Regions from separate parts of the Anas platyrhynchos genome. Here region 2 is linked to region 1. A link is a contact called in public Hi-C data. All regions are on one chromosome and are shown on one strand. Each heading gives the region's core, a stretch centred on a gene start, on an enhancer-like site or on the middle of the called end of the contact. The rest is flanking DNA. Distances are from core to core; before and after follow the strand shown. Region 1 holds the start of MID1IP1 (MID1 interacting protein 1). Region 2 has its middle 83 kb from the start of MID1IP1.

Region 1 (6,561 bases), core at 2,470-4,969:
TGGATTTAATTTAACTCTTTTCAGAACTTCATCAAGAAACAAAGCCAGGACAAAACCCTGTGGTCTTTAGGTTTGCGGGTTTGCTGCAGCACTCTAAAGGTGAAGCTGCCAAATCCACTTCATTTCCAGTTTTCACAAGGGTTGTAGAAAAACATGTTGCTTGCTACTGAAACAAGTTACTTCTCCTGGCAAGTAGCTTCAAAGAGTTAAATTGGGGATTAATAACAACAACAACAACGACCAAAATCGTAAGATGTACCTTGTTCTGTGCTTTAGAGCCCTGGAACAGACTGGCAGTGTTTTTATGTTAATCTATCACCTACAGAAATACTCACATCAACAGATTTATTAAGAAAAAAAAACGCGCCATCTGTAATGCTTAGCACAATTTAGTTCTGATTTTGCCTTCCAGCTTTAAGGTGCTTTTTGTAAAGTTAATCATACAAATCCATAGCAGCCCCATAGCTCCCCAATCAATGGGTGGCAAGGATCCCAGCTGAAGTCTCGGCATCCTCTAGCAGCAACTGGAAAATTTCTTCTTGTTTGGACCCTCTTTGCCCCAGACAAAGCCCCGTTCCCACCCCTCGTCCTGCCACATCCCAAATTCTAGCTCCACTAGCTAGCAGGGAAAGCTTCGGCGAGCCTCTCCAGTGAAAACAGAGCTCACGTCCTTCCGCCAGCTCCTCGGGGTGCAGGCAGCTCCTGCAGGACCGGCAAGCGCGCAGACGGAAGGGAAGGGCTAACAGTACAGTGAAGCTACAGTAGATGGTGCTAGACAGGTGCAAAAGACAGCAGCTCGCCATCGGAGAATACCTGCAAGATTTACCCCTAAGCTAAGCGGTTTAGAAAATGTGCAATTTAGATTTATCAGTTCAGGAGGGAGATCCAGATAAAAACAGTTGAGCCGCTGAGATTATCCAACGCAGAGCCCTGCGCCGAGACAATGCCCGCGTTACCACCTGCGCTGCCAAAGGGGGAGCGGGGGGACGGGCCCTCCGAGGCACACAGGCAGGCGCCTGGAAGTCGAGGCACGGTGGGCTCTGGGGAGGGACGGGCAAGCAGAGGGTTTGTCCCCTCTGTTTGGGGACTTCTCCATCAGGATGGACGCAGGGCGGACAGCAGGAACCGCATGGAAGCTGCAGGTGATGCCTTTCCTGCTGTCAGCCCCCGCGTAGCGAACCCTGCACGACGCAGGGTGGGAAGGTTGTGGTGGATGCTGCGCTCGGAGCATCGCCGGGCCAGGCGGGGCAGCGGAGGTGGCAAGGCCAGGTGGATTTCTTTGCATTTACTGAGACACGAGAGAGAGAAAATCAGGCTCAGTATCACACTCTTTTCCCCTTCATCCTCTTCAGATTCAACTTGGTGGGGTTTTTCATCTTTTTTTTTTTTTTCTTTCCACGGTAAATTCCTGTTATTAATGCAGGAAGAAAAAAAAACCCCTCGGATCCCTGGTGCATCCTCAGAGTGGCTGCAGCCGCACCGCGGATGACTAGGCAACTGCTACCGTGCCACATAATGAGGAGCGCGCCTGCCGCACCGGGAGATACTAATGAGGGAGCTACAGCCCCCTCAGCCCTCTCCAGTAAATCCGCGCCTGCAGCCCATGTTTTATTTATCAGGCTTATTATGGCAGTGCTAAGGAGCCGTTTGAAAGGGATCACCATTGTCCCGGGCACCGCACATCACATCGCAGTGCCGACTCTGACGGGCGGACGGTGGGGACTGGGGACGGATGAGGCTGCCAAAAGGATAGGGGGAGGGACGCAGCACGGGAGCAGCATTTCCCAGCTCCTGTCTGGGGAATTTCAGGCTGCTTTGACCCGCCAGCGCTGTTTGCAAGGGACTCCAGGCCCCGGCTAGCAGCCTGAAGCTGAACTTGGGATGGTTTCCAGGAACGCTGCTGAGGAAGCCGGGGTTTGGCAGGCCGCCGAGCGCAAGCTGCAGAGCCGTGCGGCTCCGAGGGCCTTCCCGGCAGCCCCGCGCCGGGCTGCCTCCCACCACGCTGTGATCCTGCTCGCAGCAAGGCTCTGCCTGCAGCCTGCCGGGGCTCTGCACCTCGCAGGGGGCACGCTGCTGCTCCCTGCCACGACGCAGCCTTGCTCGGAGCTGCATGCTCACCGGGGGGAGAGGAGATGGATGATCGCCACTGCCTTCTCCAAACGGCCTCATCCTGAGCCCTCGTGCTCCTTCCCAGAGGTGTCCATGGCTGCTGAAGGATCGTTCCCCTCACAGGGGAGCTGCAGGAGCAGGAGGAAGAGGCAGAAACGCGAGTAAATCTTTGCGAAAGTTATGCCTCAGATCTCAGCGGGACTCAGACAAATTGGTCTGCATTCCTTTAACGTATTAGGTTCCTACTTACCCCGTTCATTAGCATGTTAAGCTTACAAGTGCTGATTATACGAAACTCACGGAGAGACATCAATTAAAACGATAAATTCACATGCGTGCCTTCTGGATGAGGGGCGACGGGTTTCCTCGGTTCAGAGCTCGGTACCACTGGACCCAGAAAGGGAAAGGGGGGGAGAGAAGTGTGAAACAACAGCACCAGCCCCGTGCCAGCACGCACGCTGGGACCTGAATTGGCTGAGGAGCCAGTTTGGGCATCGGCCAGCCCTACAAAGGGAGCTGCCAGCACTGCCAGCCCTTCTGGGGAACGGCCGGGTGCTGCTCCTCCAGCACCCACCTACCTCAGTGCTCCTAATGGTGGCTTATGGAGGGCTGACTGACAGAGGACTTGCCGATATCAGAAGCGGCTCGCTAACAGGCGCAGGTGAAGGAACACGTTAAGGAAGCGCTACTTGCACACAGAGCTTTGTGCCCCGGCGTGACTCTGGGGTTAGGGATCCGCATTTACGGGCCTCACCCGCTGAGGGAGCCACGGGTTTCTTGCCGGGGCCGCACGTTATAACGGTACCCGCAGGTTTAACACTGAGCACGCAGACTCGCATTTAAGGCGCCTCTTTTTAATTCACCGAGAGGGAAATTTTTTTAATTTTTTTAATTCACGCCGCGCCTCAGGGCTGACCGGAACACCGGGAAGTTGAAAAAAAAAATAAAAAATCAAAAATAAAAATAAATAAATAGATAGATAAATAGATAGATAAACAGACACGGCAGCCGGCCGGCCCGGCGCCTGAGGGGCCGCTGAGGCAGCTCGGCGCTAACGGCTGCCCGCCGACCGTTAACGGCCGCCCCGCGCGCCAGCCCCGCCCCCCCCCCCTCCCCGCGGCTGCCCCGTCGCCATGGCAACGCGCTCCCCCCCCCCCCCCCCACGTGACCCGCGGCGGGCCGCCTGTTACCAGGGACGCGGCGGGGGAAGGGGCCGCTCTTCCTGATTGCCCCCCCCAGCAATGCCATTGGCCGCCCTCCCATTGGCTGGGGAGGGAGGGGGGGGCGCGGGGCCGGGCCGCTGATTGGCTGGGCGCGGAGGTGAGGCCGTGGGGTGATGGCGGGCCGGGCGGCTCGGCGCCATTATGGGAAAGAAGGGGGGAAAGGGGGGGGGAAGCGCGAGCGCGCGCGGAGCCGTGCACGCGGCGCCGCGCGCGCGCGCGCGGGCGGCAGCCAATGGGAGGGCGGCGGGAGGGCGGGCTGCACGCGCCGCCCGCGTGGCCCCCTCAGTCCGCGGCGGCCCCCGCAGGAGGCGGGCGGGCGCCGGAGGCGGCTCCGTCCCCGCGGCCTCCTCCCCCCTCCCCTTTTCCCTCCCCCTTCTCCTTTTTCCCTCCTCCCTCTCCCTCCCCCGGCTGTGGGGAGAGAGGCGGAGCCGCCGCCGAGCCCCGGGGCCGCCGCCCGCCGCCTTTATCTGTCCCGGCGGCGCGGGGGGGTGGCACTGGGGAACACCTCGTCGGCGGGCAGGCGCTTATAAATAGGGCGGCGGGGATGGGAGCGCGGACACGGGCGGCGGCGGGCTGACGGCGGCGGGGAGCGGCTGCGCCACACGGTGGGTGCCGGTTCATCCGGGGGGGTCAGCCATCGTCCACGGGTGCCTTTGTGGGTGTTATTTGGGGGGTGTTCCGTGGCTTTTCGGGCGGAGGGGGGAGGGTGGGGGCGGTGGGGCCGCTTGTAGGGGTGGCTCCGGGGTGGGAGAGGGAAAGGGATAAGAGGGGGAGCACAGCTCGGTGCAGCGCGATCCCTAACGCCCTCCTCCCCGCAGGGCTTCCCCACGGGACAGCAGCAGCCGAGGCACGGCGGAGGGCAGCCGCAGCGCCTAGCCAGGAGGAGGAGAAGGAAGGACGAGGAGGAGGTGATCCCCGCCGTCATGATGCAGCTCTGCGACTCGTACAGCCAGAAGTACTCGCTGCTCAACGCCATGAACCGCTTCATCGGCGCCGTCAACAACATGGACCAGACGGTGATGGTGCCCAGCCTGCTGCGCGACGTGCCGCTGCTGCTGGAGGAGCTGGACGCGGCCGGAGCCGTCTGCCCGCAGCGGGAGGCCCCGCTGCCCACCGCCAGCCCCGGCGCTTACTTCTCCCGGCGGGACATGTACAGCCACTACGTGCTGCTCAAGTCCATCCGCAACGACATCGAGTGGGGCGTGGTGCAGCCACCGCCACCGGCCGCCGACGAGGCCGCCCGCAAGAAGGACAAGCTGGGCGGCGGGCCGGCCGAGGAGGGCGAGGCGGAGGAGGACCTGGAGCAGCAGTTCCACTACCACCTCAGCGGCCTGCACACGGTGCTCTCCAAGCTCACCCGCAAGGCCAACGTGCTCACCAACCGATACAAGCAGGAGATCGGCTTCGGCAGCTGGGGGCAGTGAGGGTGGGAGCGCGGGGCGGGGGACGGGATGGGACGGGATGGGATGAGACGGGACGGGGGGCGGCGGTGGGAGCGGGGTTCCCTCCGCAGGACCCCCCCCCCTCCCTTGTTTTGCACTACTTTCCTAACGGGGGTGGGGTCTCCCCGCGTGCTCCCGGGACTGCAGTCGTTTTTACCAACGCACAAAACAGAGAGCGAGCGAGATGTAAATTAATCGATACTAGTTTATTAATTTTTTTTCCTCTTTTTTTTTTTTTTTTGTATGGTGTGGGGCAAGCTGTGCCTCTTCCAGGCAGGGAGGGTGGATTTGTACGTGTATGAGCGCGTTGCATAGCTGGCCGGTCTGAGGCTAAAGAGAAGCTGATGAAAATAACGAGACCGGCTTAAAATTGCTCGTCTTACCCGGGACGGGACCCAGTGGACTCGCAAACACCCCAGTTCACTGGGAAGGATGAAGGGTTCCACGGTTGTACATGTACTGAAGCCTATTTAAAACTTTTTTACTCAGATGTAGAGTATATTCTAAAATAAATGCAAATGTATTGACTAAAAGTGACTTAACTTTTTGGTATGATTTATGTTTCATTAATTAAATGATATTTTTAACATCTGAAATTCATCTGTTGTTCTTATTTCCGGCACTGCCTTTGTAGACACAGAAATCTCTGTGTGTGTGTAAGAGACTTGCTGTTTGGTTTTTGTTTTTTTTCGGTTTCCAAAGGGAGTGACTAGGTACGATGGTAACTCGGCAGATCTAAAACTGGCAGTGAGTGAATTAAGCACACCGTAGGTGTCCCCAGTGCTGGTCAGCTATTCCCAACCCAGTCGTGCAGGGGTTCTGTACGAGCAGGAGCGTGAAGGTCAGCGCCTCTTTAACAGAATCTGAGAAGATGGAGTCATGGCTACTCGCAGGCAGCGATTCATGGGGGCTGGAGCGGAGCCTAGCAATGACTTGTGTTTTTTTTCAGGAGGTATCTGAATGCACTGCAGGCAGCCCTTTTCTCTGCCTCAGAATAGGTCTGGGACGCTTGCCTCCCCCGTCTCCTCTCCTCTGCAACCCTCTTTGGTAACTAGAAGTTAATTGGTTATGTTGTGCAAATCGTTTTTATTTCATTTTCTGTGTTCTTTATTATTCCGTTTGCTGAAGCAATGTGCCTCAGAATTGGGTCTGCATACCAGGTTTGCTGTTTAGGCTCGATCTCGAGTAAGATCTAACATTAAAAGTGTACTTGATTACATTAAAGTGTGTGCATAGCCATTGAATAAATACAGGCATCTTCCATAAGGTAGGAAGTCTGCAGGCAAGGGCATGCTGTGTGTGTAGGCACCTTCTTACACTGAGATTTCATTCTCTGTTACTGCTCTCAAATACAGGGCTGGTTTGTTTGTGTCTTCTAAAGATAACTTTTCCTCTTAGCTTTAAGGATTTTTATTTTGCTTACATTGTTGTATGTGTGTTGTTTTGTGTTTGTTTTTTTTTTTTTCCCAGCTCCTCTGTTAGTGCGTTGTGGTAAAGCACAGGCACTCCAGGCATCGTACAAGTTGATGTGTGTGTGCAGCTAAAAGAATCAGCCTGCAAGTATGTTTAAAATGCATATTTTAGAAGGCTTGCCCTTCTAAGGTAAAGGAGAGCTTCAGGAGGCCGGATGATTTTCTAAGCTTAGTGGTGATTGTTCTCTTTTGTAATGTTTTCAGCCCTCCCTTCCCCTCCCCCTTTGGGAGGATGCCAGGAAAAAACCCAGGGAGCAATGAGGGGGATTACCCTGGTTTCCCAGCCCAGCCCATGGGGTGCACAAGTTGGGGTGC
Region 2 (6,561 bases), core at 1,534-4,033, 83 kb after region 1:
ATCCCAGTGGTTTTACTTGCCCTCCTAAATAATCAATCATTTTTATGAATGATTTTGGCAGAAGCTACCCGCTCTGCTGAAGTTATTTGGGTGCCACTGCAAAGAACAGCTTTGGAGTCAGGGCTGAGGTTGTGATGTTGTGGCTTGTGATACTTAGTCAGGAGGGTCACAAGCAACTCAGGACTAATTCCTGTTTGTTTGTTTTGTTTTGTTTTGTTTTGTTTTGTTTTTGTAGCTTTGTGTGTGTGTGTGTGTGTGTGGTTTTCTTTATTATGATTTTCTTCTTTATTAGGAGCAGGGAAACATAATAACAACTTTGGGGCATTTTTAAATTAAACAAGGGTGGAAAAAAGAAAAGCAAGCTGAATGTAAGTGATTGATGCTGCTTATTTGCTCAGATGTTGCCAGGGAGCTCTGAGGAGAGAAGGGAGCAGCCAATGACTGTCAGGCAAAGGGGGTGGAGGAGGCCTTTTTAATTATATCACATTGTTTCTCAAAAAAATATTTTTTTCTCTCTCACAGGGTCTTAAATAAACATCTTGGAAGTACATCGCACTGTATTTTTGCATGTCGATTGCCTGCTTAGCTATGGCTAGCTGCTGACTTCGTGTTTAGGTTCCTGCTTTGATAGGCTGCATCATCACGCTCGCACTGCTAAAAAGATAACAGCCTAGAAGAGATAGGAGACTGGGAATCCTCATCCTCAGGGAATCTTCTCTCTCGGGCACAGGAAGAATGCGTTCGAGTAGTGGTAGCATTGGGAAGATGAAGACCTAACTCTGCAGGTTCTGTGCAATCTGCAATGGAAAGTTGTGGGCAACAGACAGAGCGATAGATCTTAGAGAAGATATCGAGAGCTGAATTACACAATTAAGAGTCTGTTGTGAAATGATTAGAGTACTCCATGAAGACGGTATCCATGTGAGCATGGCAGGGTATGCCACTGAACGTGCCAAGCCCCTGCCTTTGCAGTGGTCCATCCTGGGTACCTGCCCAGAGCATATCACTGCTTGCCCACCTTTCCCTTGTGTTCAGAAAGCGGGGCTTTGGGGAGCAGGTGCCAGGGAGTTGTGGAGTCAGAATGTGGCCAGGAGCAAATCCAGAGCCAGAAACTGGGAACTGCCAATCAATTTGTCATACAGAGAGCCACAGAAACTGGGGCTTCCTGCAAGTGCACCACTGTTGTCCTGTATTTAAAGACTGAGCCCACGCAGATCCACAGGAAGCCTTACAGAAGGGATCGAATACCACTCCTTACATGACAACTGCCTGTGTCTACAGCAGACCCCCCCCACACATCTCAGATGTGTTTTCAATGCAAAATCTGTGGCTTTACACAACCACAGTGACACAAACTTGCAAATGAACTTTGGAGGCTGGACAGGAGAAAGGCAGTGGACATAGTTTTATTGCCCTCTCCTGTCCAACAAAATATCTGCTGGGGTAGGCTGCGTTGCTTCCACCTCATCACTCTGTGTGGTTTGTGGGCTACCACCATGAGGCAAGCAAAAGGACGGCCACCTCATGGCTCAAAATGAACCCAAAAGATTTTCACCCAGCCCCACATCCAAAGCCTAAAGAAGACACTTTTAACAAGAAGAGCGCAGTGGGGGTCCCAGCCTGTTTTTATTGCTTCCATGAAAATCCCAGGATCCTTTCCTCTGTTTGTGAAAGAAAAATGCACCTTTCCCATTGCAGTCAAAGCCAGGCACCTTCTTTCCCCCAGGTTCTCAGGGATACTCTGTTTTCCATCAGCACGTTCCCAGAATAATTTGAGGGGGGAAAGCATTTTTTCCTGCCGCAGCATGTTGCCACAATGCCACAACATGGCTAAGGCCAGAAGATACATTTACAGTGCAGAAAGAAGCTTGATGGGTAAGACCTGAGACCCTACCTTCACCGACAGAGATGTCCACGAGTGTCTCCAAGTCAGAAGACTTGACATCATATAAAATTGTACCAACAGATGATTTAAAAAGCAAAAACCCTTGTAGGTCGATGGGTAAGCTGTACATCTCCCTTTATCACTGGAAAAGGAAAAAAAATAAATAAAAATAGAGTAGAGTAAAAAAGACTAAAATCGAGACTGACTGGCAAAGCTGGGGTGAGGACAGTCCCCACATTTCCTGCCTGGCTTTATGTCTGCAGAGCCTGTTTTTGCAATGATTAATACAACAAACAAGGGACTCACAAAAAGGCTCCTAATGCTCACTGATCAGAAGTATAATGACGTGTAAGCTGCAGCTGTTCCAGTGGATTTCTGAACAGCAGGCTCTTGTTGAATGAGCCCCATGATTATTTATCTCCATCATGGGCTCTTTATTTCAAGGTATTTGTTGTCTTCCCTGCATTTTGACCGGCTGTCCTTACACACAGAAAGCTCTGATAATGGATTTTATTTTATTTTATTTTTTATTAGCCTCCTCTTCCTCCTGCTTCTACAAACACAATGCAGCCCCGAATCACTGCATTATGAAAGGGAAGGCGCTGGCAGTGTTTTAACAAGGGCCTCCCACAGCATTCTCCCCCATTAGCCTCATAAACACAGGGTAGCGCTGGAGCATGTGCTGCGGAGAGAAGGGTCAGGAGACTATTTATTCTCCCCATTTAAACAAAAATGCTTTCTCGTGAGCAAGGAGAGAAGCAAACAAATAAATTAAGCTGTGCCTTGATGGAAGCATTTATACTGTGTCCTTGGGAAATGTACCGAGTGTGGGGATAGAGCAGGCCAGTGTTTAACTTGGCTGATTTGAAATGGTTTGTGTGTAAGTGGAGACCTTGCAGGGGCACCGAGTGCACTCTGCCGCTTGATTTTTTTTTTTTCTTCTTTTTTAATATCTTGTGTCTGGTGCAATCTGCTCTGTTTCAAGGTAAAGTGCTCGTTCTTCAGAGCCACTTCCTGACGGCACCGTGAGCTGCAGTTGCAGCCCCAGGGGCTTGGAGAGAGATGACCAGAGGCCTGATCGCAGTTGCCACAAACTTGCTGCCTGTTGCTGAGGGAATGCAATTTTCTCTCTGACCGCTTCTGCACCCACCTCACAGCTCTGCCTGAAGTGGCAAATATTTACCATTTGCCTGAGAAAATGCACTGTAGACAGGTGTGGCTCTCAAAGAGAAGGAAGCATCCTAAGCCAGGAGCTCCTGGCTATATCCCAGCCCTTTGGTACACGCCTGCTGGGAAATTGCAAGCTTGGTCCAGGCAGAGGGTGCAAGTCACACGTGGAAACCCATCAGCCCAAAGCAGAGCACAGTCAAAGGAGAAGCTCTTTGGACAGTGTGCATTGGCACAAGGCTCCTGACATCAGCACCGTTATGCTGACTTGCATCCAGCAGCGATAGGGGCTCTAAATGTCCATATTTACTAATATTTTAATATGAAAAGACATTTCTGTCATTGCAACTCATTTTCAGCTGGTTCTTTTTCCTTTTTTTTTTTTCCCCCAGAATGACATCACTGTAAGCCCGTTAGTAGCACTGCTCTCCCTGTCACCCTGTCACTCACTGGACCAAAAGTATTTTCTCTGTACGATTCAATTGGAGCTGTAAACTACAAAGGTTCTTTGATTACCATTTTTGTGCAAGGTCAGCATATAGAGCATGGCTGCTATTTTTAATAGAGGTTTTCGCTTTTTTTTTTTTTTTTTCTGAATATGTAAACATAGAAATAAAAAGGATGTCTCTTTGAAGCTTTCCTGCCCTCTTTCCCTGCTGTAGGTCCTTGCTGGGAACCAGTGCTACACGGGCTGTACAGAGGAGGGCACCAAGCTTGTGCATTCCTTGAATGGTTTGGCTCCACTTTAAAATGGGTCATGAGCGGCCACAGGACAAGCTCCTACATACAAATGAAGTCTCCAAAGCAGTACCAGTGTGGGCACGAGCTTTTCTGGTCAGGCCACCTTGGATGAAGGAAAACCACTACTAAAAAAGGAGGGCAGCCTGAAATGAAAGGCTGATTCAAATCAAATCAGCACGCAATAACCCCTGGTCTCACAGTGCTGGAAGCACAGCCACAGGGTTGTGTTCTCTCACGGGCTCTCGAGGAGGTGAGGCAGAGGCAGGAGGGCAGGTGGATTCATTGTGGGGCTTTTTTAACATTTTCTGGCAACCCCTTACTCAGTTAGCCAGGTGGCTAGGACTGTGACAAGACCCAACAGCTGAATGCAGGCAGCAGCCAAAGGGTGAGTGTCAGCTTTGGTTCTCCAGCTGCCCCTAACCTCAGGGGGAAAGGTTGTATCACACCCAAGGAGGGTCAACAGAGGTTGTGGAGTGGGATGGGGGCCTTGGGTAGGACAGGAGCTCATTCTTCACCTCAAGTACTGCAGTGGATTCATCAGTGACTGTACAGCTCTTGCACTCTGTAGACACCGAGCTCATCTTTAGCCCTACATCGTGTTCTGCATCTCCTTGAAGAATCTCTTCTCAAGAAGTGCTGAGCATTTGCTCACCTTCCTTGAGCTGGAGAGTGCTTTTCAGATCCTGCTGTGGGTGCCTCACTTCCTCAGCTGGAGCCGGCCAGAGCTCTGTGAAGGTATTTCAGAGCTGGCTGGGCTGCAGCCACTGAAAGGTAAAGGCATGCAGGGACCTGCAGGATGGAGGGAGCAGGGAAGTCAGACTCCGGCACAACTGTATTGATTGCATCAGGGCTAAATTTCCTCCTTTAAGTGCTGAAAATGCATCATGATTATTATTAGACACTGCTTCTTTTCTTGTTGCGAATGGCTGCGTACGTTAATACTCGTAGGAACCGGACAAAATTACTTGCCCACAGCTTTTTATAATATCCAGAGTTTAAAAAAGCATGAGGTGCTTTTAGCCAGATTGTAACATTTCTGTCTCACGCAGCTGATGGGATGTCTGCTCTACATCCATCCATTTTCTGCTTAAAAGGTCATGTTTAATTTGCTAAATGAGCCCACCTCCCCAAGCGCTCAGCTCTGCAATGTCTTTTCTCTCTCTTTGGCAAGACATCGCTGCATTTTTCCTTTGCTGCTGTGCCGAAAGGGTGTTCCTCCTTACAAAGCTTGTGTGCAGTGATGGAGAAAAAACATCTGCCACCAGTGACTTCCTAGACATGGTATATTTACAAACCTTGTTAGTTGCCATGAATACGTCATGGCTGGTTGATGCCCTTATGGGCAAAGTAAAATTGTACGAAGGGTACTCTCTTTTCTCCCCCAAGGAAAAAGGGCCTCATTTTGTAAAGGTAGCACATAGGTGTAAGAGCCCCAGGGGACGGGGAAGAACATCCTGTAATTCACTTAACCAAAACCAGTCGGCCAGCTTTAAAAGTTCTGTCACAGCTAGGTGACTGCAGGCTCTCTCCCCAGTCCCACAGCAGCATGGGACCTGACACATGCCAGTTTTGGTCTATGCTCCCGCCTAACAAAACGTGATGACAAAGGAATGTTATTAAATATTTGCTGTGGTAGAGCTGTGCATCAGTTAGCCTTCACCAACAAAAGTGATTATCCAATGTCACGGTTGCTCTTACCCAAAGAGTACTCCTCCAGTGCTATCTTCCAAGGCTCTGTCACTGTGAAAGACTCTGTTGGGTACCTCTGTAATGTTTTAAATCTCCAAATAATAACAGCTAACACTAGATATGGAAGGTGCATGGCTCTCCTAAGTATTCTGAAAAAGTATATTCTTTTTCAAACAGCTTCTTTTTTAATGGGATTTACGTTTACTAGATCCTCTTTCTTTCCTGTTTCCAGGAACAATTTCCTTCATTTCCTTTAGCCTATTAATAGCTCCTGACAACATCTATCGGCATTATACATTGCAGCCCAAAACTGTTCCTCCTGTAACTTGGTTCTGAGGACATCACAGAGAAGCAGCTAAGCCTCAGGGTCTCCGCAAGGCTGATTATTTTGTAACGAGGCAGTAGATTATCATTAGAAGTTCATGGAAGCAATAGTTAAACCTTATGTAATAACTCTTGCTCAGTCTAAGCAAAACAGACACTGTGAGCCTGATGAACGTGCATGTGTCAGTAGTCAGAGGGTTGGAATCCCTTCTCCATGCCAGCGCCTATTTCTGTAACAAGGCCTTTTATTAATCCTGATTCAATTTCCTCAGCGTTTAGCTGAAGGATTTGGAAATGCTCACAATGGCAAGCATTGGCCAAGTAATCCTCCCATCAAGACCCAAATAGTGAAACTTGGGATTCGCCAAGATTTAGAGCTGTTAAAGAACCATTCAACTGCATTTTGTTGAACTTTCAAACCAGAAATTCATGCTGTGCCTCTATTTGTGTTTTTGTTTTGTTTTGTTTGGTTTTGTTTTGTTTTCAGGTACACCTGATGGTTCCTCTAGCAGCCTTTCATAAACAATTGCCTCCCACTTTAAGAAAACTTACTGCTACCTCCTCGCTGTTATAACACAACAGTAGCAGAGCCATTTGTGGAGACTACTCTCATAGTCTCACAAAGGTTTCAGAATCTCCTCCCACGTGGAGCAGGTAGCAGAGATGGACAGAGTAGCAGACCATTGACTTCAGCTTTCCTACAGGAGCACGTTAGTGATACTGACTCACACTTTTTCCCCTTGAACTGTGGAGCC

Evidence for each region. A called contact is a pair of places that touch in the nucleus more often than the background predicts.
Region 2: a contact with region 1 is called in a Hi-C map of small yellow follicle, with 2.9 times the contacts expected there. The contact joins the enhancer-like site here to the promoter of MID1IP1 in region 1. A contact is called at or near these places in 6 of 8 Hi-C or Micro-C datasets (F1 follicle, liver, skeletal muscle and 2 more).

What each region holds. Positions count from the first base shown.
Region 1 is chr1:122,293,016-122,299,576 of IASCAAS_PekinDuck_T2T, forward strand. MID1IP1 (MID1 interacting protein 1) reads left to right here and starts at 3,720. Exons shown (of 2, transcript XM_027449008.3): 1 at 3,720-3,937; 2 at 4,151-5,370. The coding sequence starts at 4,256. The coding sequence ends at 4,756. LOC101793457 (a long non-coding RNA gene) reads right to left here and starts at 3,686. Exons shown (of 8, transcript XR_011804912.1): 1 at 2,864-3,686; 2 at 2,688-2,757; 3 at 2,360-2,496; 4 at 2,119-2,237; 5 at 260-1,288.
Region 2 is chr1:122,376,883-122,383,443 of IASCAAS_PekinDuck_T2T, forward strand. No RefSeq gene overlaps it. Among named protein-coding and RNA genes, the nearest start is that of MID1IP1, 83 kb to the left of the region's middle. Within about 2 kb of position 2,784, at least 3 of the 8 cell types and tissues checked have an H3K27ac peak or open chromatin away from gene starts, as enhancers often do. A contact at or near this core is called in F1 follicle and small yellow follicle, where this site is marked.